2 separate regions of the Pan troglodytes genome follow, and region 1 is linked to region 2. A link is a contact called in public Hi-C data. All regions are on one chromosome and are shown on one strand. Each heading gives the region's core, a stretch centred on a gene start, on an enhancer-like site or on the middle of the called end of the contact. The rest is flanking DNA. Distances are from core to core; before and after follow the strand shown. Region 1 overlaps LOC736130 (a long non-coding RNA gene). Region 2 holds the start of ZIC1 (Zic family member 1).

What was found. Hi-C and Micro-C count contacts between places; a contact is called where the count stands out from the background.
Region 1: a Hi-C map of stem cell-derived neural progenitor cells shows a contact between it and region 2, with 3 times the contacts expected there. The contact joins the enhancer-like site here to the promoter of ZIC1 in region 2. A contact is called at or near these places in 1 of 7 Hi-C or Micro-C datasets (stem cell-derived neural progenitor cells) and 1 of 1 datasets of contacts at active chromatin or transcription factors (stem cell-derived excitatory neurons).

The regions. Positions count from the first base shown.
Region 1 is chr2:151,136,168-151,138,968 of NHGRI_mPanTro3-v2.0_pri, reverse strand. The region is part of intron 1 of LOC736130 (a long non-coding RNA gene); the gene reads right to left. Among named protein-coding and RNA genes, the nearest start is that of ZIC1, 540 kb to the right of the region's middle. Within about 2 kb of position 1,533, at least 12 of the 24 cell types and tissues checked have an H3K27ac peak or open chromatin away from gene starts, as enhancers often do. A contact at or near this core is called in stem cell-derived neural progenitor cells, where this site is marked.
Region 2 is chr2:150,598,268-150,601,161 of NHGRI_mPanTro3-v2.0_pri, reverse strand. ZIC1 (Zic family member 1) reads right to left here and starts at 1,374. Exons shown (of 3, transcript XM_516806.8): 1 at 1-1,374. The coding sequence starts at 311.

The sequences.
Region 1 (2,801 bases), core at 284-2,783, 540 kb before region 2:
GCGATCTAGACCATCCTGGCTGACACGGTGAAACCCCGTCTCTACTAAAAATACAAAAAAATTAGCCAGGCGTGGTGGGGGGCGCCTGTAGTCCCAGCTACTCCGGAAGCTGAGGCAGGAGAATGGCGTGAATCCGGAAGGCGGAGCTTGCAGTGAGCCGAGATAGCGCCACGGCACTCCAGCCTGGGCGACAGAGCGGGACTCCATTTCAAAAAAAAAAAAGAAGCTTTGACTGGAGTCAAGAATTTTAATTTTACTCCTGAATCTGACATTGACCAGTACAATGAATGATATTGGATAAATCATATTTTGGACTTCGGTTATTCATGTGATTTGGACTATTATAGTGCCTGTGCATTAAAAATAATTTAAATTGTATATGAGAATCCAGTGAGTCTCATCAGGGCAAAACCATGCAAAGAAGTTAAGAATTTATTTTGTGTCTTTTCAACTCCCTCTTCAGTCACATAGGTTTCTCTTTGATGTCTTCATCCAGTATAGCTCTTAGTAGAGACTCAGTACGTGTTAGGTCTTTTCTTCACTTCCATGTTCTAGTGCCTCTATCCCTTTGCTACACCGAGCTTCTCATTGTAAACGCCACCGTTGTAAACTCCACCAAGGCCAAAGAAATTACCTTGGGCAGGATCCTAAAATTCAAATATCTCTTTTGCAGCTGCTCTATTTACTAGGTGTTAGGGTAATTTGTTTTACCATGTGGGACTTGTGCCTCTATTGATATTAATAGTAAACAACAGGCTTACAGTTGTCACCCTTCCAAAGGATATTTTTTATTTCAATAGAAGTGTCTTACCATTATTCAAAGGAATTGGTATCTAAAAATGAGACTGAGGGCCCTACCACAGAGAGGCTTCAGGCTAGTTAGAGGAATATTTGGGAAACATGGAAAAAAATAATAATTTAGGTTTTCTAGAGCCTATCTAACTGTAATCAAACATGAGTTTTTAATCAATGACAAATTATTTTGATACTTAAAACCTTGAGTGAGCATTTGATTAATATCCCCTGCCTGTTAACTTTTTCATTGTTTTTATTGTCATTTTATAAACTGGGATTTGAACTTGTTTGGACTGGTTTTCTCCCTCGTTTTAAGGGGAAGGGAGGGAGAGTAAGTGAAGAGGGGAAAGGTTGTGCTTCTAGCAAGCATGACTAGATTTCAGAATTGTTTCTGTAACTAGAGAGAGAATATGCTTGCAGGTATTCCAGGCTATAGCTCTCTCAAAGATCTTCCCACATGGCTTGCTTAGCTTTTACTTTCATTTTGTATTAAACAAAAAGTCATTTGAGGGCTATTTAATGCTCTGGTTTGCGTTTTCCAATACCAGATAAAAGTTAAACAGATGAACCATTTGGGGGGTAAGGATTGGGAAATCCACGGCTGCTAAAATGCTTTAAAGTTTCAAAATGGTTTTGTTTTTTTAAACCCATTTTCCATGTTCCAGCAGCTGTGGGTTTTCCCAGGGCTCCCCCTGTGGCTCAAAAGGGAGCTGCTTAATGCTTAACAGATGAGCCAATTGAGTTTTTAAATGCAAAATTAAACTTAAAGTGCACAAAGAGCACAGGGGAATCCACAGCCAAGAATAGACTGGAGGAGGAGAGTGAGCTGCGAGCATAGTGCTGTGGGGAGACACAGACTCATCTACTGCAACCAGCAGCGACTGGGGGGATGGTACAGGCACGTTTATCTTTTTACCATTCCTCCAACAGGCTGCCGTTATACTCCATAGTACCAAAAGTTTTCTTTGTAACTACTGGTTTTATGTATATTTATATGATGTGTCTATTTTTAAGAGCGAAAAAGAGAAATAAGAAAGAAAGGAAGGAAGGAAAGAAAGAAAAAGAAAGAAAGAAAGAAAGGAAGGAAGGAAGGAAGGAAAGAAAGAAAGAAAGAAAGAGAAAGAAAGAAAGGAAAGATCAGCTCTGTAAAATAGGAGGACAAACATGTTTTGCTCTCCACCAGGTTTGTTCTGCCAGTGATAGTGAGAGAATTTGGTCCCCTCAGCATTATTTTTCCGCTCAGGTTCCTAGGTGCCTTGCTTCCTATGTCGCAGACACCCTTACCAGATCTGGATTCTCAGAACCTTCTACTTTGAACATGAGGAGCTGCGATGATTGTAAACTTTGGTTGAAACACTATTTGCCAAATCACTGGATAAACTGTTTTGTCATTCGTCTGAATATTTGAACATAAAAAAAAAATGGATTTTTACTTTTTTTTTTTGAGACAGAGTCTAGCTCTGTCGCTAGGCTGGAGTGCAGTGGCGGTTCACTGCAACCTCTGCCTCCTAGGTTCAAGTGATTCTCCTGCCTTAGCTTCCTGAGCAGCTGCCCACCTTGGCCTCCAAAAGTGCTGGGATTACAGGCGTGAGCCACTGTGCCTGCCTAAAGCACCAGATTTTGATGCCTAAAAAAAAAGTTTCGATTAACATTTTGGCCAACTTCGTGACAAGTCTCTGATTAAAAACCAATCATTCTAACACCTTTAAAAATAAAACCTCCCGCCGGGCGCGGTGGCTTACGCCTGTAATCCCAGCACTTTGGGAGGCTGAGGAGGGTGGATCACTTGAGGTCAGGAGTTCGAGACCAGCCTGGCCAACATGGGGAAACCCCATTTCTACTGAAAATAGAAAAATTAGCCAGGCATGGTGGCACATGCCTGTAATCTCAGCTACTTGGCAGGCTGAGACAGGAGAATCGCTTGAACCCGGAAGGCGGAGGTTGCAGTGAGCAAAGATCGTGCCATTGCACTCCAGCCTGGGCAATAAGAGCGAGACTCTGTCTCA
Region 2 (2,894 bases), core at 125-2,624:
TTGCGGAACAGAAAGTCCCGCGTGGAGTTGAAGGCTGCGCTGGAATAGGAGCCGACGTGGCCCGGGTGATGGTGATGGCCCAGGGCCGCAGCAGCCGCGTAGCCTGGCGCCTGCGACGTGAAGGCCGTCTGGCCGGCCGAAGCCAGCTCGTGCGAACTGGGGTTGAGCTTGAAGGCGCCCATGCCGTCGGCGAACGGGTTGATGCCCAGGCCCACGTCTCTTTCGGCCACGTCGCCCGCGGAGTGGTGGCGGGACGCGCCAAAGGTGGTCACGCCGATCGCTGGGTACTGGGGGCCGGCGTCCAGGAGCATCGTGGCTGCTCGGGGCGAGCCCCGGCCTCCCCCGCCCCCCCCACCCTCGCCAGCCGAGGAGGGAAAATCGGGAGGAGGAGGAGGAACAAGAGGAGGAGGAAGAGGAGGAAGAAGAGGAGGAGGGAGGGGGAGTCGACCCACCTCGCGAAGTCCTAGCCTGCAGGCAATGGCGCGGCGCGCCCGGGCGCTGGCCGGGCCAAACGCAAAGTAGCCGGACGGCTGCGGGCCGCGAGTAACGCAGGCTCCAGCGCCCGCCAGGCAGATTCTGCCGGCCCGGCTCGCACTTTCTCGCCGCTCAGTCTCTGCCGAGAGGGCCGCGCGTCAAGGCTGCCCGGGGAAAGGCATGGAGCATCTCAGCCCCCCCAAAAAAACTTCCTCCTGGATTTGTAGCATAGAGGAATGTGAGCGCCAGTGCCGCGACTGCTTCGCCCTCTCTCCGCCTCGCGCAGCGCGCCCCTCCTTACTTCTCCACTAGCCCCTCGCCCTTTCTTTTCTCTCTCTCTCCTTTCTCTCACGCTCGCCTCCTCGCTCCTTCACTCTCCGTTTTTCCCTCTCTGCTTTTTGCAAAAAAAAAAAAAAAAAAAAAAAAAAAAAAAAAAGTGGGTGGGGGGAGAAGAAAGAAAGAAAATGCCAAAGAAAAGGCGCAAATCATGCACAATATTGTCTTTTGCGGTTTATCTTCCTGGGGAGAAACTTTCACCTCCTCAGCCGGGCGGTGAGCGCGAGACTGATAGCAGCAATCATTCCTGCAGATAAATGAATTGAAAGGACGACACCGTCCCCCCCTTGATGAATGGGAGCAGGGGGGAGGTGTCACGTGCTGCCGACGCTGGCGCCCATTGGTGCGTCCGCATTCCCCCCGCCCTCAGCCGCCGCGCCAACGGAGGGCGCGCCGAGGCGCCGCGCGCAGCTCATTGGCCCGCCCGCCTCATCAATCCCAGGTATTGTAAAGCGCTTGACATCCCCTTTTGACAAACCAGGGCTGCCAGAAGTAGCAACTTTTTTTTTAGCCAAATTTTTTCCCTCTTCTCACGGAATTTTTTTTTCTTTTTTCTTTTCTTTCTTTCTTTTTTTTTTTTTTTTTTTTGCCACGATTACTTTTCCTTCTCACAGTCATATGCATTCCTCTTCCTCCCTTGCCCTCCCGCACCCCGGCGCTGCCCTTCCCGAAAACAACTCTTCGCTGAGCGATTAGAGACTTCGGACGTCTCCGGGTGCAGCAGGCGGGGATGGGGCTGGTAAACACAGCAAAGGCACTTCCAGAATGTCCCGATTCAGCAACTTTCTTTTCTTTCTTCCCCCTTCCCCCCTCCCTTCAAGGGCAGCAAAAGAGGCTTTTGTTATTTGCTCCTTTTGAAGTTTGTTTCCCTCTTGCTTTGTCCCCCTCCTGTTTATAATTTAAGATCTTGGGAGCACACGGGCACTATGCTCTCTTTACAAAAAATGTAATTTCTCAGTGTAACCGGTAGCCTCTGTATTTCTCGCTTTTATCTAATCAGACTTCCGGCACCACCGCACCCCCCTCCCCGAAAACATACACACACACACACACACTTACACACACAGGTGGATGAAAGCGCTTAAGTTCCCAGGTTATTGAGGTTTGAATTTTTTAATGGCAAATTTGAAACGTTGTTGCCAGTTTCCTTTACTTTTTCTCTCTCTTGCGTTATTTTTCTGTTTTCTGCCTTTCCGTTGTCTCCTTCGACTGCCCCCGCTAACCCTGTCTCTCCTCACTCCTGTTCCCTACTTGGGCCCCTTTCATTCAGGTAAAACTGTAAATTTCCCAATGCGCTATTGTTCCCTTGGGCTACCCAAAGCTCCCTAGAGATCCCCGAATACTTTTTTGGTATTTAAATCCCCAATAGATAGGACCAATGTAAATTTTGTGACATTCAAACCTTTTCTAGTTCACAAATCAGTCACCCTTGTCACAGTTATTGAAATTCCGCAACTCGCCACACCAGGACGGTGGAAAAAGCGGGCGCGGTCTTTGTTGCCGACCAGGCTTTTGATCGCCAGAGAAAATTTACTTACCTTCAGATGAGTGAGCAGAAAAAGAAATAACACTCCCTTTGATTTAGTTAGGAAAATGCAGACATTTGGATTCAGTGCAAACATACAACACTCGCTTGTTTTCGCGATGCGGCCCTCGATTAACCTGTCTTTGCCTAGCGCAAAGTCTATTCAACAACTGCGCGTAGTTTCTTTTTGTCCCTTCCACAAAGAGCCATTGACTATATATTAAAATGATTGTTGAAAGGTAGGGGAGTATGGTACTTAAAAGCAGGAAAAAAAAATCCCTGTGACTCAATCAATTAAGCCGAGCAACATTTATGCATTTCAAAAAATGCACGCGGATGCGGGGGGTTGTGGGGACGAAGGTTGCATTTCTCCGCAGCTCTGTTTAAAACCCAGCAGTCCTGGCCGAGGGTTTAGCTGAAGCGTCTGCATATTCATTAGGTCTAATTATTTTCTAGTAAGGAAAACACAAAAAGCCAAGAGTCGGAATCCTTCAATTTACCCTTTGTTTCTAACTTCATTTGGCTTCTTTGCAGCTGAATCAAAGCCCTAAACTCTTTT